Regions from separate parts of the Mus musculus genome. Here all the other regions are linked to region 4. The links are chromatin contacts, called in public HiChIP or PLAC-seq maps. All regions are on one chromosome and are shown on one strand. Each heading gives the region's core, a stretch centred on a gene start, on an enhancer-like site or on the middle of the called end of the contact. The rest is flanking DNA. Distances are from core to core; before and after follow the strand shown. Region 1 has its middle 21 kb from the start of Gm34424. Region 2 overlaps Gm34828 (a long non-coding RNA gene). Region 3 has its middle 23 kb from the start of Gm34770. Region 4 has its middle 33 kb from the start of Gm33643.

Region 1 (5,419 bases), core at 248-2,747, 590 kb before region 4:
TGTGTTTTCTCATTTAAAAACAAATATTTGCCTGCCAAGCAAATACTGTCTCTTAGGATGTGCTATTAATAGGATAATTAGGCAGCCGGTAATGAAAAGGATTGCTGGTAATTATGGCAAGATTTGTTTTGGCATTTGAAGGCAGCGATAGAGGCTGGAGTGCTAAAATCTACCTTAGAGTTAATTAGCACAATTAGAACACACCTGAAAAAATAGCCCAGCTAACAACACTTGCTTTGCTTTTAAAGTGACAGTGCCTGGCACTCCCTGAGCTGCCTGGGCAGTGCCCCGCCCCCAGGCGTTACTAAGGTGACTGAATGGTACACAAGATAGAACCTGCTTATCTTCTGTCTCCGAGGCACTCCTCTATGGCCAAATGTTTTCTCCTCCAGGGCTGCCCATCACCCCCTCTCTGGTCTGCTCTCCTTAGGGGCTCCTAGCTCTGCCAATGAGCTATGATGGCATTCTTTCTCCCATCTTTCAGATAAGAAAACTGGGGGTCAGAGATGCCTACAGCGTCCAAGGTCACAGACGAAATCAGAGGTCATATGTAGGGTAAGGGGTCTCAAATAAGGTCAGCGGTGACAGCCTGAATCTAAGAAATGCCAGGGGACAAATAACTCAAAGGAAAACCAAAAAGCAATATTCTTGTTCCTGCTGGGGGTGCTCATGAATGAAGTAGGGTCCTTCTAACCTGCAACCTTGGTCAGTGACACCAGTAACATGACGAGCCTGAAACATAGAAAAATCCTTTAGCTCAGGAAAAAATTTCAGCTGGGAGTGTAGCTCAGTGGAGAGTGCTTGCCTGGCGTGTACAGGCCCTGGGTTTGATTCCCAGTATCGCCAGGAGAAGGGATTCTCTCTAGTCGGTTTTTCTGTCTTCTCTTCCTCACCCCCTTTCCACCTCTGCAGCCAGGTAGACATGGGTAGACCAGGGCACACATCCAATGCGTGTGAGTTTGCATGCACATGAATTTGAATAGGTTCACGTGTGTATACGTACCCACTGTCAGGAGGAGCTTTAAGGAAAAGAGAAGTGAGCATGTTGGTACTTACTTGCAGTCCCAGCACTCTGGGAGGTTAGACTAGCTGAGGCCAGACTGGCCTGTGGATAGGAGGCTGGAGGAGGGGGAGGAGGAGAAGAAAGCTGAGATGAGGAGGAAGAGGAGAACAGCTCTCTTCATCTGAAGAGAGCTTGGCAATTTGCAGACGAGTTATTCAGTCTTTTTAAAGTCTTCATGCACTCACACCTCAAAACTTCCCTCCACCTCCACAGCTTGTCCTTGTAAGTCCACCATGAGACAGCGAGACAGTGCCCAGCCTGGCCCGTCACACTCATAACTATCCCTGTGGCGGACTCTTTCCACTAACCCTTGGGCACCCAGTCAACCCTCCAGCTCTCCTTAGCCAGACCTGTGGGGTGGGAAGGAGCTCTGGAGAGCCCTGGGAGAGCACACCTCACATCCCGACTCTGAACACAAGGTCAATAAATACTGAGTCACTAAATCCTGGAAGAGACCCAGGGAGGCAGAGCAAACATGAGATTTCAAGCTCTGTCCTGCACTGTGTCTACAACAATTCTCCCCCCCGCCAGCTGTAAACAATAAGGGGATCCATTTTTACCACACTATCACACTTTCAAACGTGATGTCTAACTCTTAGAGCAACATCATGAGGTATTTTCTCATCATCTTCCCAAGACTGCAGACACTGGGGCTCAGAGAGTCTGGATAACATGTCCTTGGCCACACAGCCAAGATTAAATTCAACCTGACTGGATCCAAACCCAGTCTCATTCGTTGATCATGAACTTAAGGATTTGGGGTCGCAACACATGGGCTTCCCAGTAATTATCAAACTTCTCTACCAACACGCCATGGCTACTGGGCATTAGAAAGGACAGGAAGAGAAACTGCATTTTGTAAACTGAACTCAAAGAAGTAAACCTCTCACATTAAAAAATGAAATCTGTGTCCCAGGCAGTAGCTGGATTTGCACTGATTAATTAGAAAATTGCATTTATATAACCCCTTAATCTGTATTTATGTGTTGCTAAGGAAGCAGCGAGCTGGGCAGGGAATTACACTCAGATTAGCCTTGATCTGTAAGCAGCCTGGATGGGAGCTGCTTTCTACCCAGAACAGAGAGAATCAAAGGATTTAGGGCAAGGATCCCTGGCGAGGACCCCTTCCTTCCTGCTGCCTTGGACCTAAGTCTCCGGGGCCTCTAAGTACCGCCCAACAGCCTGAACACCACGGGCCCAAAGGAGAGCGGATGCTCATAGAGCTCACGGATGCTCACAGAGCTCCTTTCCAGCTGAGTGCCGCCTCTGGTTTCCTAAACAAAATTGGTTTTATTCTTCTCAACATGTGCTCGGCAAGATTAAAGTTCTATCAACAGCGAGGCTTAGCATGGGCTTTTTTTGGAAGTGGCTCATGCCCCCACAAGAGGGAGGGGATAGCTGGAGGGGGGCAGGGCCTGAAATCCTGCTTATTGAATCCAAAAAGAGGATCTCTTAATGGATAAAGGGTATTGAAGTGGGGTCCTTGATGCTTTCTGGCATTCCAGGGGGAGGGTTTTGGATCACAATAAATCATTGTAAGGTATTTCTATTGTAATGGTAGTTTGTATGTGTGAGAGAGAAGGAGACAGAGACAAACACACACATGCACGTGCAGAAAGAAAGAGAGAGAGAGAGAGAGAGAGAGAGAGAGAGAGAGAGAGAGAGAGAGAGAGAAAGAGAGAACAGCCCTAGGGAGCCTTCTGCCTCTGCCTCCCCAACACTGGGATTCCAGCTACACAACATAGCATTTTATGTGGGTGCTAGGGATTTGAACACAGGTCCTCATTTTTGTGTTCCAAGCACTTTAACAACTGAGCCGTTTACTGTCTTCTTTATTTTATTTCCTCCTCCTCCTCTTCTTCCTCAACTTGCTCTATCAGCAGATGAGAATCAGTGGAAAGAGAGGTAGCAGGGCCAGTCAGTTCCATCCTTCAGCCTGAGAGGCAGTCTAACTCTGTGGACTAAGGAATAACATGAGCCCTGGCTACCAAGGGGCCAGGTTGTCCAGCCTGGACTCCTAGGTGTCTCTGGGGAAGAAGAAAGTGCCAATAGAAGTTGGCTCCAGGGTAAGGAGCCTCCAAGTGGATTGTCCCTGTTGCCGGGAAGTTGAATTGCAGCGCCAGGCTTGGTTTCGGGTATGTACCTTGACTGGTCCATTACCCACCAGATGCTAACACATGTCTCTTCTGCTGAAGGGAGTTGGCTGACAAGAGAGAAGGGAATATAGAGCCCTTCTTTTAAGGACGTGTCCATCGACACCCTGACCAATGAAAACTGTTACCTGAACTCTTCATCTCCTCAGGAGAGTGTCTCACGGCTTTCCAGTGTAAGTTCTCCAGTCAGCCTGGTGGTAGAAACCCACCCTTCCTGCATTGTTCAGGAGCCCTACAGCCTCACCATGTTTCATCCCATTTCCCCGTCTTCAGTGCGGGGACGATGATGACAGCAATGTGCATCACAGAGCCGACTTGAGAACAGAATGGGCCAGCGTGTGCCAACATGGTAGCAGAGCACCTGGGAGGGGTGACTCCTCCATCCCCTGAAGCCTGTGAGCTCACTCCCTGACTGCTAGCCACAAGCCACCCACCCAGTGTGACTCATTGTGCCTACGGGTGCATACCTTCGATAGCTCCTGGCTTGCACCTCTTGCGGGTGCTTGGCTGTGTTCGTAGACCCACGCCAGGCATTCCGAAAGGAGGTGTGGGCCCATGAGCCACTCCTCCCTTCGACACTGAGTTCTTCCTGCTCAGCTCTGTCTCAGCTGACTATCAGTGATGGCTGCCCCATCACACTCACACACCCACCCCTTCTGGGATATTTGCAGGGAAAAAAAATCAAATTTTCTCTTTTCAGGGTCCTTTGGCACCCCTCCAAATTGTAAATGTCCATAGGATATCCAAGAAGCAAAGAGAATTTCTTTGGCAAGTGTGAGCAGGTTAGATTTTGTTTTGAGAGAGTCCAGGGTGCCAAGCTCCATCTGGTTCACCTGCCCTCCCTAAAATCAGGACATGGGGTTCAGCCATCCATTCATTTGCAGAACATTGGTCCCCAAAAGTTATTGAATGGGAGAGGTCTGGATGAAAACCATTAGGGAATACGGTTGTTGCTCCTGGATTGCTGGTGAGTGACATTCACCCGTGTGTGAGAGGTCTTGAGAAGTCCTTCAGCAACGCGATGAGGCTCACCAGGAGTTCTATTGAAGTAGCCTTCTTGCCATGTGACCCTCATTCTGGCCCCTAGCCAAGCTGGAAGTGAGCCACTGATGGCCCTGTTTCCAACACAGGCCTTCTTTCCAGGCAACGCTAAGAAACACACCCGGCACCCATCCTAGCAAACAGGCTTCTAGTCTTCCTTTGTTGGCCAGAGGGAGAAAGAGGCCATGGTCCCCTGATGTGTGCAGCTGCGACAGAGGTGAGATGTGGTTCTGGGGGCAGATCTGGGAAGCCCAGTATGAATCACTTGCTAAAATAAATAAATCAGAGGTGACCCTGCAAAGCAGGTTGTATTGCATTATTTGCACAAGGCTGCCGGACATCTGGACCTTCTGGGGAGACCCCATCCCCCCCCCCCCCGTCTCCATAATTTAAGATAATCCTGTGGGGCTGAGGATCATAAGAATAATCCTCACATCTGTGTGGGCTTTTCAGCTTTTGAAAGCTCATTCATGGAATTATCTCATTAGTCCTGCTCAATGCCTAGGGCAGGGACTCAGAGACAATCGTTGCCATTTAGTAGATAGGATGCAGAGACTCGGAGAAAGAAAGTGACTGTCTCAAGGTCACACAGATAGCCAGATAAACACAGTTCCCCCAACACCCAGTCCAGGACTGTCCCACAGGTACAGTACTCTTAGAAGAATCCACTGAGACTCAGAAATAGAACCCTTTGCCAACTTGCCAGATCTCAGGGCTGTGCCCTGACCTGAAGAAGTCATGGCCTTGTGTGAAAATAGGATGTAGACAGAAAGATGTGGTGAACTATGACCTTCACAATCAGATTTCCCAACTTCACATTCAGCTTCAGCTTCTTGGTTACCAGGCATCAGACAATGTGATTGGTCCTCTGTTCCAGCTCCTCACCTATGAAGGGAATGATAGCTCTACGGCCCATCATCTCCTTGGTAATGATGCTCCATCTTTTGAGATGTCCCTCCACCAGCTCTACCATGACTGCATGACCTAGAACAGACATGGGATGCCACCAGATTGGTCAGGGACCTTCTGTGAGATCCTGAGGCGAAAGAATGTCTTTCCTGGTGGGAGTAAAGATGAATAGGTGGTTCTAACCTCATGAGTACAAGGTGTGAACTGAGATATGCGAGCTGATGTGAAGAAAGAAGCAGCAGGCAAGGGTTCT
Region 2 (5,160 bases), core at 2,329-4,828, 910 kb before region 4:
TACAAAGTGAGTTCCAGGACAGTCAGGGTGACACAGAGAAACCCTGTCTCAAAACAAAACAAAACAAAACAAAACAAAACAAAACAAAACAAAACAAAACAAAAAGACAGCTTACCTATGGAAGAGAGCTGACAGGGGATGAAGGCCCCAAATGAGATCCCAGCTATGTAAGAAGAGTGTGCAACACAGTATTGCTAAGCAAAATCTGGAAATAGGTGAAGTCCCACTAGATGTGTTGCTCCAAAACCATTAGTTTTTAAGAAACAGAATTGGTATAAACTTTGCTCAGCTTCTAATCCCTTTCTAGACAGGTCTTATGTAGCCTCGAACTCACTATGTAGCTGAGGATGACCTTGCACTTCTGATCTTCCTGCGTCTACATCCTGAGTCCCGGATTACAGGTGTATACCATCACGCCAGGTTTATGTGGTGCTGGGGATAGAATTCAGGACTTTAAGCATGCTACGCAAGTTCGCTACCAACTGAGCCATATTCCCAGCCTCTCTCTAAACTTAGCTTTATATTATTGTGACTTTGTTAGTTTAGTGAATCTCATTGCACTCAGAGGTGGGATGACAGCCAGTCTTGGAGAGATGCCCCATTAGAAGCCCTCATAGACACTAGGCCTGTCCCCTGACTCTCCTCTGGATCTCTAGCTAAGCTCATTTTGGTTTGTTCGGCTTTTTTCCTTTGCAGATTGGCTTTCTTTGTCCCACCTTCCCTAGGTCTAAAAGTATTCAGTTCAACCAGGACATGATACTTGGATGATGCTTTCGAGTTCCTAGAAAAAGAATCTGATTGGCCCCTGATTAACCAATGAGGTGCCTTTCCTCAGTTCAGGTCTGTGTCAGTCAATTTCTGTTGCTGTATTAATACCACAGGCCGTCGGCTTATGAAGAAGAGAGGTTGGCTTCCACTCTCAGCTTTGGAGGCTTCAATTCTGCTTCCTGCTTATCCTCTAAGCTTTGGGGGCCGTGCTGAGGTAGCATGCCATGGTAGGCAGGGCAGAGGACATCAGAACTATTTGTCACATGGTCAGGGTGCTGGGAAGGGAAAGTGGAAGGGGCAGAGCTCCACAATTCCCTTCAAGAGCGTGTATCCAAAGGACCTAAAGACCCCCAGATAGGCTGCACTTGTAAGAGATCGGCTCAGGACCCACAAGACCAAGTTCTCAGCACAAAAGAGATTTATTTGCCCCCAGAGAGACAGAAGGCAGGGATAAGGGACAGTAGCCAGGGGATGAGGGAGAAGAGGAAGGGAACAGGGGAAAGAGGACAGGGCTATTTGTCCCAGATTGCCTCTGGGTAGAGAGGAGACAGATGTGACACACAGGCATGTGGTGGTTTATAAAGGTAAAAGGGGAAACCCTGTGTTAGGATGAGGCATTTAATTTTGATTGGGCATGCTAAGTAGGTGAGCCAAAGGGGCTTTTGATTGCTGCATCTCAATACTTTGAGAGCTGGACCTTGGTAAACAGCCATAGAAGGAGGAAGAAGCCAAGTAAGGGAATAGACCATGGTGGCTAGCTTTAGGATTGTAATCTACTGTGATTTTTTTTTTTTTAGCAAGGCAGAGAGAATAAGGGAGAAGGGCAAGGCCTGCCAGAGTCATGTTTGCCAGACTGAGCTGGCCAGAGTCCCTTCAGCATTTCCTGAAGGTTCCACAACCTCTTCACGTATAACCCCAGGAGTAATCCCTTACCACATTGGCTTTGGCAGAATTCTCAAGGCTGAGTCAGAACAGCATCTCTGTTTCATCAGTTATAGCCAAGAATGGGTTGTGGCCAAAGGGACGATGTAGACGAGAGGGTGTTCCTCAGAGAAGAGAGCACTGACGAGGTGGGCATGTTTGCTACAGTGTCAGAAGATAAGGAACCCAGATGGCTTTGCCATTGGATGAAATAGTCACAGGCTCGCAGAAGATGCCCTCTCTGTATTTTTAACAAAAAAGAACTTCCCAAGCTTGGAGTCCAAGTTGTCACAGGGGCCTACGTGACAGCTGATTTGTAGTCCAGGTTGTCACAGGGGCCTACATAACAGCTGATTTGTGAGGCATTTCTCCCTCATTTACCAAGTCTTCAGAGAGAACAGTTAGTAAAATATGCTAATGGCCAATTTTTGCAAATGACCATTTTGGTGCTCCCAGACCATTGGGGCAGGCTGAAGCTAATTTCTAGAATGTCCCCTTGATGATGCTGGCAACCGCTTTAATACTGACCTAGAGTTAGGCCATGGATCCTGTTCCAAAAGTGCTAAGTCTGAATTTGCTTTACTTGTGGGCAATGAAAAGCCACCCTATGTGGGTGCCTTGCCCCTGGATATCCTGTGGCTGTCTAGTCTCAGGAATGGCTGGTTGTGGTGTGGGAAGTTGGGCACAACCTTGTGAGGTAGTCATCTTTAAGCACTTATTAACGCCGCCTTGAGCCTTCATCCCATACTGGCTTCATGAGCTTCTCTGCTCTCCATTGAGATTGGAAGCTATGTATGTGACACTGAATGTGTCCCCCCCACCCCCATCTTTTTTCTGAGACAGGGTCTCATGTGTCCCACATTGGCCTTGAACTCACCATGTAGTCAAAGATGACTCTGAGCTCCTGATTTTCCTGCCTGCATCTCTGGAGTGCCAGGATTACAGACGGTCTCCGTCATATTAGTTTATGTGGTGTTGAGCAAGTAATCTGCCGGCTGAGCCACATTTCCGGCTGATATGCATCCTTCCTCTATATCACCCAGGGCACCCCCAAAGGCTGACGACCACTGTGGCTTTTCCCCGACCACCCCTGCTTTGGGTAGGCCCCCAGAATGATCCTGACACCTATCCCTATACCCAAATATGAATGGAGGTCACCATGGCCCGTCTCCTGGGATGACCATTGAGAACATCTAATGGTGGCATATCATTAGGGCTGCCAAAACCATTCTTTCCAGAGGAGAGAGTTACTCTTAAATATGAACTCATAGCAGCATCAAAGCAAGCCCACAAAAGCCCACAGCGAGGAATTTTTTTTCTAAATCTATGTCATTAAAACATGGTAGGTGCAAGGGCTTGTCTGCAGGCCCCTCCCACTAAGCTACGGTGATTGACGTCCAGTAGGCCTTCATCTGTCATGCTCGGCTGATGAGGGGATTCATCGATTCTCTGCTTAGTCACCCGGGGCCCGTGAGTACCAGTCCCCACAGGCCTTTCCCATAGATGCCAACTACAGGGTTTGGCTAATAGCCCCAGACTTCTTTACCTTCCCTTTTTACTGACCCCACCCCTAAAGGGCAACCTCCCCTAGTAACCTTTCCAGTCGCTGTGACTCCTCTGGAGTGTTGACTGAGCCAGAGAGCATGCTCCCTCTCTCCCCTCTTGTGTTTGCTCAGTGGAGGAGCCAGCCTTAGGTTCCTCTGTCTTTACAGGAGCCTCTCACAGGGAGGGGTTGTGTGTGTGTGTGGGGGGGGGGTTGTTGGGGAGCAAGGGTGGGGGAGGCAGGGTGGCTTCCTGCCCTGCTGTTGGTTATCACAGGCTCTGCTAATGCTGCTCAAACAATATCGAGAAGAACCCAGCTCAATAGCACCAGTGTTAGGCCGCAGAGTCAATATTGGCTAAGCAAACACCAGAAAAGAAGGAGTTGCTATTTGCGTAGCTAGGAGTGCTTGTGTGCTGTGGCTGCCTTGTCAGGGGCCCTTGGAAAGGAAGGAAGGAGGTGGGGTTGTAGGTGGAGGGCCCAGGAGAGAAGGGCTAACAGGGACTCCTACCTAGCGGGTGCCAACAGTCGGCTTCAGGATTCCTTGTGGTACATCTGAGCACATCTAGCAACCTGCCTTCACCCCTCTGCGTTTTCTACCCAGAATGTTAGAGTGGTTGCCAGATGTCCATCGGAGAAGCAGGGAGGGAAAGCCTCCCCCTGCTGAGATCCAACTGGCAGGTTGTTTAGTTAGACTGAGGAACTCAGGGTCAGAGTTGGGAGAAGGTTTCCCTTCCATGTCTCTTGGGCCTCCAGCTCCCCGTTTTTCCTCTGTGTCCACACTGGCAGCCCCCTTGAAAAGAAAACGCAGTGTGCAAGTATTTCTGCAGCCCGAAGGCCATTCAGCAGCTGACCAGCCAGCTGTGGCCACCGCCCGGCCTGGCCTCAAGAAGCGAGGTGGCTGCGTCTCAGCTCATGTCCCATGTTTGTCTCTAGAGAATTTTGGGCTCTCGTGGCTCTGAGTGGTGACCTTCCCAGAACGATGTACCTATTTATAGAAGTCTGTCCTTGGTTTTGCTTCTTCTTCTGGGCCACCAAGGATGGGCCTGGGTGAGCTTGACCCCTGTACGTGGACAAGGCTGGGTTTGTGGGAGGGCATGTGGCAGGTTGGTGGGGGAACAGGCTGTGTCTTGGTTCTTCATGGAACACTGTAGAGTCCCTCTTTGTACTTGATGGGGTGTGTGGTACACAGACTATTTGTAGACTGGGGAAGGCACAAGGCTTGGGCTTCTGGTGCCACAATCACCAGTCCTAGATACCAGATTTGAGCTGGAACACCGGAGACAGTACCCAATGACTTTAGCCATGTCCTAATGTCCTAACCCTCGAGTCTTTGCCACTCAAGGCTCCTGCCACTCCCAGACAGAGGTGAGTTCAGGAATTCAGAGAATGAGGTACCATGCAAGTTTTAGATACTATCCCTCCTCTGGAAGCTGAGTGCTCTGTTGACCCTGGAGCACAAAGGGAGGCCACCCTTGAGCAGTTTTGAGGGTATGTGTGCGTGTATGTGAATGCCTGACCACAAGCTTTGGCTCTGAAACATGGCGTTTTGGCAAGGAGGGAGGGGAAGCTCCTTTGTGCTCACATATGGCAAAGGATGGAGATATGTTCCTGTGTCAGGATTGAAGGCAAGAGGATGTTGGTACAGGGCCATGTTTATGCAGACTGAAGACGGCCCCTCCTCCACCCCACTCAGCCTTCCCCTCACCCCTGGTGATGTGAGGACATCCAAGCAGGTATCTGCCTGTTTGGTTCTCATAGCTGTTAGCCTCTTTCTTGTCCCCAAGCCATTCTTCAGAGCTGCTGCTGATTTCTTCATAGACTTGGTTGGGGCCTGCTTAGCTGAATCGGCCCAAAGATAGAAGTATTTCCTATATGGGTACCCCATTTGTGAGGCCATGTGTGGAAATGGGGTCCTGTCCCCTCCAGAG
Region 3 (5,219 bases), core at 155-2,654, 740 kb before region 4:
AGTAGGGTAACTGGTAAACAACAGAAGTCTAGTTCTCATGGTGCTGGAGGCGAAGGTTGACTTGGTGTCTTAGCAGACCTTTACACCTGGTAGAACCTCCCTGCTGTGTCCCCAAGTGGAGGATTGTAAGGCACTAATTGCCTTCTTGAGGCTCCACCCACATGACATAGTCACCTCCCAAAGGCCCAACCTCTTGAGACATCATGACATTAGGGTTTAGAATTTCAACATTCAGACACGTAAGAAGGGAGGGGGGAAGAAGCAGAGGAAAAGGGAGGAAGGCACATGAATCTTCAACAGAGGTCTCTTTAGAGTTATGTCACTGGCGTGGAGAGATAGCTCGTGCGCTAGCCTCAGGAGCTTGATGTCCTAAATCCAGTGTCACAGTAGAGAGAACCAACTTCCCAAAGACGTCCTCTGACCTCCATCCGTGAGCCGTGACAGAAGCATGCCACAGACACACAATAATAACAATGATAAGTTCAAGCTGCATCATGAACTCCTACAGTGGTGTGTGGTGTGTGTTTACATCTGTGCTCAGCCATTGCTCATACATTCTCCATCCACTATAAATATTCATGTTAAATATCCTCGAAAACTTCACAAGTGGCCTCTACCTACTTGGCTTTCAGTTCACCATCTGTTGAGTGTATGTGTGTCTGTGTATGTGTCTGTCTCTGTGTGTGTGTGTGTGTGTGTGTGTGTGTGTGTGTGTGTGTGTGTGTGTGTGTGCTGGGGGGGGGAGGGGTCAGAAACACAATGTCTCTTTCTCTTGAGCCAGGGTGAAAGAGAAGGAGCGGTGTCTTGGTATTAGAATTGTAGGTCTGCTCCAGCATTGGCTTTCTGCTACTCCAAGGGCTTTCCTTACTCGGCTGTTCAACTTCCTTAACCTCCGTGGGTCTCGTTTTATCTTCCTGATTGAAGGGTCTTCTATCCAGATCCCATAATTTGGTGAAGGGGATCATGTATGCATGGTGATGTAAGATGTATGGGGTTTCTCTTCTTGGATGGCCTAGAATACTTCTTACGGTGGAGGGTAGGAGCCAGGGCACATTCTTGGGAGGTCAACAGGAGCCTCTTTAGTATGCTCTGCTTAGATCTCTGGGCTTATCGATGAACAAAATAGATTATAGACTACATCGGGCAGGAGTAGAGTGTTCACTTCATTTTGCCACTGACAATCCCCATACACAAGTCTTCCAATCTTCTGGACCTCGGTTTCCCCTTCTCTATGATAGTACAATGCCTATCTATGCCAGATACTTTTAGAACGGTGCCAGACATTGCAGAATGCCACAGAGAACGGTGGCTGCCATCACTGTTTGATTAGGCCCCAGTACCGCACTGAATCACATGTAACCAGAAACTCCCAGCTCAAGTAAGAGAAAGAACGCCCAGGTCTTTTGCTTGTTTTAGATCTACTGGTGACTCACGAAAGCACATGACAGTCCCTCGGTGCTGTTTAGAGAACATGGTGAAACTTTAGATGAAGTTTGGCTAAAGGCAGAGTGATTAACTGCTCTCACGCCGGTCCTTCCTTCTCTCCTGGAAAGCCACAGAAATTCAGCCAACGAGATTAAATTATCATTATGCGGCATTGATACCCAACACTGTGCCCATTAAGTGCATTCATTAGCTAGGGAAAGTTTAGCAAATCCCACTTGCTAGCTACTCGAGTCCTAACCCCTCCTTACTTTCCCATCAAAAGGCACCCCCAAGTTTCTATGCACTTATCAAAGACTTCCCAACTTTCTTCCCAAACTATTCCTTACTAGTCTGGAGTTTCTACCCATTGGAGAGACTGCCTTCCGAAGGATATAAATAGGGCCAATTTAGACATCTCTTTTGTCACGGCTCTACCGAGGACTGAAGGACAAAATAAAGAGATTCCTGAGACTTCTTTAAATGTTCCTTCAAGTCTTAGCTCTCTCCTATGTGAGAGCAAATGGATTTCAATTATACCAATCCTGTGAGCAGGAAACACAGAATTGAGGTCTTAAATTCGCCCCATTCACCGGTGATTCGGGTTTGTTTAGGCTGCCAATGAATCTCTGTGCTGGCAGTGTTAGGGCGCCTGGGAGCTTGGTTTGATTTCACATAGAGATGCTTCACCATTCAGGGCAGCATCCCAGGTGTGCAAGGCACAAAGGCCTTGATATCCCTGTGATTTCTCATTGAATTGGGAGTCAATCACACAGCTGTTGAAGTCCCTTCTGCACCACGTTGGCCCTGTTCTGCATGAATTCAGCACGGGGTAGAGCAAGCCCATGGTTGAGCTTCTGGCTGGTCGAGGTAGTCTCTGGAGAAACACCCCACTTACTCTTCTGCCTTGCTCTGGGGTGAAGGAGAAGGCGAAATTTCTCTATGAACTCTGTGGTTTGGCACAGAGGAAAGTGTTTTTGTTCCCTGGTGTGCCCTATCTGCTTCCATTTTCTTATTTCTCTGATGTTTTAGTCTGTATCAGAGCTAATCCTCACGTCAGGTAAGAACTGAGGATCTTCTAGAATATTCTTTCTGCTCAGTGAGCTAAAATATTAGTTTCTGTCACCTCTAGCTAGACTTGCAGCTCTTTGAGATGGGATCATGGGAGACTGCCTTTACCTTCCAAGGAAAATTGGGTAGACCACAGGATGGCTTGAAAGGTGTTGCTCTGCTTAGGACTGAGGCTGCCGAATTAGCTTTAACTATTAGCTTGACATAGACTAGGGTGATCTGAAAAAGGAATTCTCTAGATCAATTGGCCTCTGGGGGATTGTCTTAATTGCTCTTTGAGGGTTGAGGGCCCGCCCACCATCCCCAGACAGGTGGTCCTGGGCTGGATAAGGAATCTGTCTAAGCATGAGCCTGCGAGCAAGCCAGCAAGCTGTGTTCCATCACAGTTTCCGCTTCAAACTCCTGCTGGACTTCCTGCCTTGACCTCCCTTATTGGTGGATTGTGACTTCCAAGTGTAAGCTAAATAAATCCTTTTCTTGCCTAAGTTGCTTTCGGTCATAATGTTCATCTCAAGGAAAGGAAAGAAAGGAAACAAGAATGTGGTCAGATTGCATTGACACACAAAATTCTGTTGGAGTTTGGGAAGGCTTGAAGAAAAATCTAAGTCTGTCCTGAGGTAGGCATATAGAGTCCTGGGCAAATGGGAACTCCATTTTCCCTATAAGACATGGGCAGAGATGCCAGAAGGTGAGTTGTGCATCCTTCTGGCTAAAAATGTGGGGTGTGAACATGGCTTGGTCCCTTCCAAGATGTTCGGCTGGCAGGCTGCTGCTGCGTGTCTGACTGGCAGCTCAAAGCATTCTGGGGTTGGGTTGCGGGACCCACAGGGGCCTTAGGATCTGGCTAGTTGTCTGGAGGCCAGTGTGGCTGTAATTCAGTGTTAAGATTCTCTTTGGGCTAAGATGTGGGGTAGTATATCATACCAAGACCCCACACTCATACCTTTCCCACACACAGAGAGGGACTTGTAGAAATGATACTTTCTGCTTTAATGGGACAAAGACAGACTCCCAGATGAGCAGGACCGATGATACATTCTTTTCTCAAAGGGCCAAGAGACAATCATCTCTGTGTGAAACTGATGCTAACTGTGGTCCAGGCTAAGCCCAGGGCTTTTCCTTTGCTCTGACACTGAGCAGCAATCCATCCTTAGCTGAAAGTAGACTCACCCAGCAGCAAGGGAGAAAAGAAGAAAGGAGATTGGGTTTGTAGTCACAAGACCAAATAGAGGAACCCCAGGCTGTCCCTCCTACTCCAGGAGGAATTTCTCCTCTTAAACACTGCCAGCGGCTCTCAGATGCCAAGACAAAGCAGTGCACACAATCTCAACTGGTTTTGTACTGTATTTGATTGCTCTCTTCCTGTGCATTTCTGTTTGTGGAAGAGGAAACTAAAGGTCTGGAAAGAGAAGGCAGTGTGCCAAGAGGTAATGGGGACATGGCTTCAGAGGGTGGTCTCTGTCACCCAGCTCGGGGCATTTTGTGCACGGCTTCATTTGCTCCTCATCCCTGGCCTTGAAGACCCTCATTGGCCAGTGAGACCCTGCGCTGTGAGCATCCTCAGGCGCACCTGCTGTGTCTTCACAAGCTCCCAGCTACTCAGCATGGGAGAAAAAGCATTCCAGGGATGCTTTCTCTCAGGACAGAGGAAGATTGTGACTCAGTTGGGGAGAGCTCTCTTCTCGGTGGAAACTCTAGAAACAAGCCTCTTGTTTGGCATGTCCAGGAGGCGGCTTCTTTAGGAAGGGGCTGGTGGCTCCTTAGAAGTCACTGGGGAAAGTGGTCAGCAGAAACAGCATTGAAAAGAGCCCCAGGACTCGCAAGCTGGTCTTCCCCCTTAGACTTTAGGTTCCTCGAAGGTTGGGACAGCTCTTACCTCTCATGGCCTCAGACTTAGGGCTCAAATGCAAGATGCCTCACAACCATCTTGGTAATGGAGTTGACCAAGGTCAGACATCTAGGACTCTAGAGTCCTCGGAACTGTATAGAGAGATTCTTCAACATGCCACAGGGAAGCAGCTGAGCTTTCTGTGTGCCAGGTGGGCCCCAGTTCAAACCCTGCTCCTCCTACTTGTCGCTTGCTCAGGGCAATGGCTTAGGGTTTCTAAGCCCCCCCCCCCAATCTGTTCAGGAGACTAGAATCAAGTGGGTTTGGGTGGAATGGTACACAGACTCTTGAGATAACAAATCAGTTTGCATCCCTTTGGAGTAGAGGTCTTCTGGGGATCCAAATACCCCCAAATCCCTGAATCGTCCAGCAGAGATGATGCGGACGACTGTGCCTGACTACCAGCTTTGGTCACGCTGTTCCCTTGGTGTTGGTTCCTAATAGCTGAAGCATACTAGAAGAGATCCAAGAGCATCTACAGAATGAGGGAAACGCTTTGGAGATGCAAAATGATTATGGTAGAACTTGGCTGCACTGTTCCCAGTGTGTCTGGACTCCAAATAGCCATGACTTCTCATTTTAATTTCAAATCCCCAGGTAAGAGACTGTTATTGGCCTGTCCCAGGCTAGGCAGCTATCTCTCCGGGCCAGACAGCTTTGGGTAGATTCCAATCACTTACGCATCTTGTGAGAGAAGAATTGGGCTGCTCGGTTTTGTTGCTTTGTTTTGTTTCGCCCTTGATACAAGCTGGAGTCATATGGACAGAGGAACTTCAATTGATAAAACTCAGTCATCAGTTTGGTCCATAAGCAAATCTGTGGGGAATTTTCCTGATGT
Region 4 (5,448 bases), core at 2,135-4,634:
AAAATAGTCATGTGCTCCCAAGTGTGCCATAAAGAGATCACAGATCTACTGAGGAGGACCTTTGGCTCAGAGCACATAGATCTACTAATGCATTCTTCACTAAATTCCCCTGAATGAAAATCCCCAAATTTCCACCTCATGCATCAGCTCATCTTATTTATTTATTTATTTATTTATTTATTTATTTATTTATTCATTCATTCATTCATTCATTCTCAACTGATTGCCTGGACCAGCAACAACTTCACATGATTCTGAAATCCATAAAGGAGTTTAGGTTATGGGAGTCTTGATTGTGATGAAAGAAAGAAAGAAAGAGAGAGAGAGAGAGAGAGAGAGAGAGAGAGAGAGAAAGAGAGAAAGAAAAAGAAAGAAAGAAAGAAAGAAAGAAAGAAAGAAAGAAAGAAAGAAGAGGAAGAAAGAGAGGAAGGAAGGAAGAAAGAGAGGAAGGAAGGAAGGAAGGAAGGCCAAAACAGAAAATAGTAAAGAGATCAAAACTGGGGTAAGTTGAGGAACATACATAATGAAAGACAAGACAGAGGTCTCTGGTTTCTGAGGTGAAGTAACAGATAGAACACAGGTTAAATTCCCCTCTGTAACTTGGAGCTATAGACAGACCTGGCTTCACAGAGGTCCTGTTCCCTCCCCTGTGAAAATAGGGCCAGGTTAAGCCCACCTAGAAGGGGCTGCTGAGTGAGGAATGTACTAGGAAGGCCTGTGACATTGTGAATGTTCAATGAGTACATTTCTTTATGGTTTTGTTTTTTTAAAGAAATCATAACCCCTGACCTCATTTCCTTGCTTACTTAAGGAAGTCCTGGGGAAGCCTCTCAATAATACTGGAAACCAAAGAAAGCGAGGTGTTGGCAAACAGCACACACAGCAAAGGAAAGTCTAAGCCTGGAGAAGGAGCGGTTCAGCAATCCCACACTGTGAGACCAAGGACTCCCCACACTGAGCTCTGATTCCCTACTGAGCCTATCTGAAACACATGAGAGCATTAGGCTCGGATGTGCCAGCTCTTGCAGCAGTTTTATATCCAGCCCTGCCCATTCTCCCCACGGTATCCCTGGGTCACTTTGAAAGAGTGTCCATCAGGACCCTTTTCCCAATACACATACATACAGAGAGACTTAACAGTGTATCTGTTATCTTCTTCATTAGTTTCCACAAGAATTCCTATTTTACAGATGAGAAGCCTCCGAGAGGCCAAACAACACACAGCTAACAAAGTGGCTGAACTCGGGTCACCTGATGACCTGTGAGCACCTGTTCTCATGGGTCATGATCACAGTACAGCAAATGAGGGCAAGAGGGTGGTGCACCATCATCCATCGAGCACTCTCCAGCCCTGTGGAGCATCATGTTTGAGTGGCTCCGGCCCCCGTGGTCATAGAGACGGGCAAGCACATCCAGTCCTCTGCCCAGGTCATTTAGCATAATCTGCAGCAATGTGGTGATTTATTGATGACTCTGAGTCCCCACTGGGCCGGCATGAGAATAATCAGATGAATTATGAGCCTGCGAAGATGGATGCACTCTGAGCCAGCTCCCGCAGAAGGGAATTATGTTGCGCTGGGATTCTGCCTGGAGCAGTGGCAGGCAATGGATGTTTCTAGGGAAGGGTGGGCTCCGTTTGCTCTTTTGACTGCAAGTTGTTTCTCTCAACACGGGGAGTTTAAGAGGTAACAGCACTGGCACCCCCCTGTTCCAAGAGAGACCATGGGGAGAACGCCGATGGTCTTCTCCAGGGACAAAGGAACCCCATTCTGTGGATATGCATAAGAGCTGCATGGGAAGAAGGCATCCCTGAGGTTTGGCAATATGTGGGCAGCCACATATTTGATCCTAAGCCATTGACCCCTTCATTTTGAGGCCATGCTATGTTAGTGATTGCTGAATCCCAAATACCCACAAAATATTGGGGTTTCAAATGTCACTGTATGCTGTGTTAGCTACAACTGTGTGGGTCATAATTCACAAGTCTGGAGGCGGGAAGGGGGTGACTCAGTCTGTAAAGTAATTACAGTACAAGCATGGGACCTGAGTATGGACCCAAGGACTTCAGACACGGTGGCATATGTCTGTAACCCCAAGCACACTATGGTAAGAAGCGGGGCGGGGACAGGGGGAGACAAAGCTTGCTGATCAGCCAGATGAATTGGTGATATCCAAAGAGGTCATTTCTCAAAAATAGAAGCTGGGAAGCACCTAAGGCATACACCCACCTACAGATAAATAATAAATAAACAAAATAAATAATTAAACAAACAAACATTAGGATGGCTCGGCAGGACTATCTAGCTGAGAAGGCCTCAGATGGTACTGGCTACTGGCTGCGCGCCTCAGTTCCCCCACACAGCTCTTGAGTGAGACAGTTGGAAGGGGTTTGTTTACATCCCAGAGGAAGGGTGTTCAGGGAGCATAAGGGAAGCTGAAATACACTAAGAGTAAGACTCAAAAGCCAGTATGATACACTGCCTTGGTCAAAGCAAGTCAGGAAGACACAGTGGCTTCCAGAGGTGAGCGGTGCAGACACGCCTTCCATCAGAGGCTGGGAAGGGCTGTAGGCACAGCAAAGGGGAAAGAGCGGGGATGGGCAACAGTGAAGTAAGAGCCTCAGCTATAATTTAGTGAGTGGGATGCCTGTTGAATACTGTTGGAAAGCCACCTGTGGAGTGAGTTTCAGGGACAGGAGACAGGAGTTAGAAGAGAGTGAGGCAGAGATGCAGTCAGATCCAAAGGCAGACCCACCAGGAGCACAGGCACTTAAAAGCCCTTCAGGGCTATCCTGGAATACAAGCAGCTTACAATACATTATGTAGACCAGGCCATTCCCACTACAGTCCTCTGTTATCTACTGTGAACACCCAAGACTGTGCATCGAGTCTAACCCAGGCAGCCAGGAGTTAATGCTTCTGGAAGCTTCTCACTGCCATTCAGAGTTGGAGAATTGGGTAATCGCTTCCTTTCCCTTTGCTGGGGGACACTGAAGTGTGCTCTAGGGGATCTCCCTGAGATTCCCCAGTGGGTTAAGCTTTGGTTGCTCCCAGCAGCAGCCTGCAGGATAACACACACACACTGTGTCAGGCAGGTTCTTTTATTTTGTGCCTCAGTTCACTACCTACTGTAATTGTAAGATCAGTTCTCAAAAACTCCTTTGCATCTGTGTGTATATGTCCATATTCACGTGGGGCAGGGGGAGGGAGGAGAGAGAGAAAACAACCTCAGGCATCATTCCTCAGGACTGATACTCTGTCGTTTTTGAAACAGGGTCTCTCACTGGTCTGGTTGGACAGTGAGCCCCCAGAGTCCCTTATCTCCACTTCTGGTGTGCAATGTTATATCTGGCTTACAAAGGCTCTGCGGCTGAAACTCTGGTCCCCGTGTTTACAGAGAGAGCACTGTGTATCCATTGAGTCACCTCTCCTTTAACACTCCTACTCTTTCCCAACCCTTATCGTGCCCACATTCTTTTCTTGGCATCTATGTCTGGTGAGACTCAAACAAAGACAGTGTGAGAGTCATGAAAGTAGATTCTAGAAACCCAGAGACACAGGGCAGACCAGTGGACAGGAATATCTTCCGAACCAAACTCACTTTCAGGAGTAAAGCTGTGTCCACTTGCAAAAGCGTGCATCACATCTGGGCTTGTATCACATCTGGGCTTGCCAATGGTTGGCCATCCCTTGTAGGAGGAGGGGCAGAGAGGACACAGCCCTTTCTCTAACCAGTTATGCACAATTCTGTCCTGATTGCACATGACCTCAGGAAAAGGCAAGAAGTCTACAGGCTGGGAGGGACTAGGGACAGGCTCAATCTGCATCTCCGTGTAGGAGTTACCATGCCTGCTGGGTGCAGACTTTCCAGTGTGGCAGCTTTAAGGCCACTCGTGCTGCCCATAACCCTTTATTTACTGATCTGTTAGTAATCCTAATAAACTTGTTGGTTTCTCAGAGTGAACTTGGGCTGAGTCATACCTATTTGTTATTAGGGCCTTTTGAAGAGGGGATGTACATAGGATGTGTTGCCTAGTCCTCCCAACCCCCACAAGGAAATCCTCATAACAAATAGCCATGTAATTCCCCCAGGCTGGGGAGCCAGACAGACTGTGTTTGAATCTGCCTCACTAGTATGCAAATATTTAATGCTAACATTACTGCTATTTATAGACTCAAGAAAGAGGCTCAGGAGAAGCAGAGCTGGGAACTCTAGAAAAGGAAGATAGTTCCAGAAGGATGGGGGATGTCTTCCAATTATGAGAAGACAGAAATAAGTCATTTTACAGAAGCAATTGCAGAGATCCTGTGTTTTCCCATGATGCTTCAGGGGAGTCAAGGTTTTTGTTTTGTTTTTAAAGGACAGAGGGCAAGAGATCCAGCCAAAAGAGATAGAGAACCAAGTTCCCCACCCTCAGCCTGTAAGGTGAGTGATGGAGTGGCCAAATCCCAGAATGTGCTGTGGCTTGTAAATTCCCGAGGACAATAGAAAGGGCTTTGTTAGGATGTGTTCCAACACAGCCAAGAATGAGGGAAGAGCGTGCCAGTGCTGAGGCAGAGAGAGCCGAGCATCTGTCTGACCTCTGTCTTCTTCCTCAGGTGAATTGGCTGAGAACACAAAAGGTGAAGACAGGCAGAGTCAAGAAGAAATCAACACTAGATTAAGGGGCCTAACAGGCTTCCTGGCTGAACAAGGTCACCAGCCAGAAACAGCAGCAGCCAGCAAGGCCTTGGCTCCTAAGCTGACAAGCTCTCCGTAACAAGGAACCTCTTCAGGGCTCTGTTCTCAGTCCCAGCTGTTTTTTCTGAACAACTGAATGAAGATCAGCACAGAACTCAGTACAGAAAGGGCCTGACACCGGCTATTGTCAACATGGGACAATGTTACACCCGATCTCCCTCCCTCCCTAATCCGTGCCTTGCCAAAAGCCTTTGGGCAATGCCTGGAGACCACTTTGGGCTACAACAGATGTGTAGGGGGGACTGTTGGTGTCCAGCAGATAGAAACTGGGTGTGCTGCATTACTTCCCACTGTGCTAAGTGAAGATCCCCACAGGAAAAACTGACTTAGCCCAGCATGTCAGTACCGATGACACTCAAGAATCCTTAGTCTAAACAAATGATTGTAGAATGAATGAATGAATGAATGAATGAATGAATGTGACTCAGCACTGTTGTGAGCCTAGGAATGCAGATGGGCAAAATGGTCTCTCCCTTAAGAGCTCCCACTCTAGAACAGGATAGAAGTCCAGCTAGGACATGAGGTGGAGCTAAAGGGTAAGTGGGGGTGTGGCATGTTCTTGGCAGGTTGTGAACACCACATGTAACTCGGTGTGCTTAGACTGCAGCTGGAAAGAGAGAGCAACTGAGGCAGGCTGAGGACGGGCTGAGTGCTAGCTACAGTAAGACCCTAGGTGCTGTCCTCCAGGCATACGGCTCAGGAAAGCTA

What was found. HiChIP or PLAC-seq counts read pairs in DNA pulled down with a chosen protein or histone mark.
Region 1: a FOXA1 HiChIP or PLAC-seq map of pancreatic cancer cells shows a contact between it and region 4. The contact joins two enhancer-like sites. A contact is called at or near these places in 1 of 484 Hi-C or Micro-C datasets (bone marrow-derived macrophages), 3 of 115 datasets of contacts at active chromatin or transcription factors (astrocytes, large pre-B cells and pancreatic cancer cells) and 1 of 9 other capture datasets (embryonic stem cells).
Region 2: a FOXA1 HiChIP or PLAC-seq map of pancreatic cancer cells shows a contact between it and region 4. The contact joins two enhancer-like sites. A contact is called at or near these places in 10 of 484 Hi-C or Micro-C datasets (DN3 thymocytes, bone marrow-derived DN3 thymocytes, bone marrow-derived macrophages and 7 more) and 2 of 115 datasets of contacts at active chromatin or transcription factors (extraembryonic endoderm stem cells and pancreatic cancer cells).
Region 3: a FOXA1 HiChIP or PLAC-seq map of pancreatic cancer cells shows a contact between it and region 4. The contact joins two enhancer-like sites. A contact is called at or near these places in 1 of 484 Hi-C or Micro-C datasets (bone marrow-derived macrophages), 2 of 115 datasets of contacts at active chromatin or transcription factors (embryonic basal ganglia and pancreatic cancer cells) and 1 of 9 other capture datasets (embryonic stem cells).

What each region holds. Positions count from the first base shown.
Region 1 is chr9:61,486,234-61,491,652 of GRCm38.p6, reverse strand. No RefSeq gene overlaps it. Among named protein-coding and RNA genes, the nearest start is that of Gm34424, 21 kb to the left of the region's middle. Within about 2 kb of position 1,497, at least 16 of the 459 cell types and tissues checked have an H3K27ac peak or open chromatin away from gene starts, as enhancers often do. A contact at or near this core is called in pancreatic cancer cells, where this site is marked.
Region 2 is chr9:61,807,164-61,812,323 of GRCm38.p6, reverse strand. The region is part of intron 3 of Gm34828 (a long non-coding RNA gene); the gene reads left to right. Among named protein-coding and RNA genes, the nearest start is that of Gm34828, 13 kb to the left of the region's middle. Within about 2 kb of position 3,578, at least 47 of the 459 cell types and tissues checked have an H3K27ac peak or open chromatin away from gene starts, as enhancers often do. A contact at or near this core is called in pancreatic cancer cells, where this site is marked.
Region 3 is chr9:61,635,291-61,640,509 of GRCm38.p6, reverse strand. No RefSeq gene overlaps it. Among named protein-coding and RNA genes, the nearest start is that of Gm34770, 23 kb to the left of the region's middle. Within about 2 kb of position 1,404, at least 18 of the 459 cell types and tissues checked have an H3K27ac peak or open chromatin away from gene starts, as enhancers often do. A contact at or near this core is called in pancreatic cancer cells, where this site is marked.
Region 4 is chr9:60,898,632-60,904,079 of GRCm38.p6, reverse strand. No RefSeq gene overlaps it. Among named protein-coding and RNA genes, the nearest start is that of Gm33643, 33 kb to the right of the region's middle. Within about 2 kb of position 3,384, at least 38 of the 459 cell types and tissues checked have an H3K27ac peak or open chromatin away from gene starts, as enhancers often do. A contact at or near this core is called in pancreatic cancer cells, where this site is marked.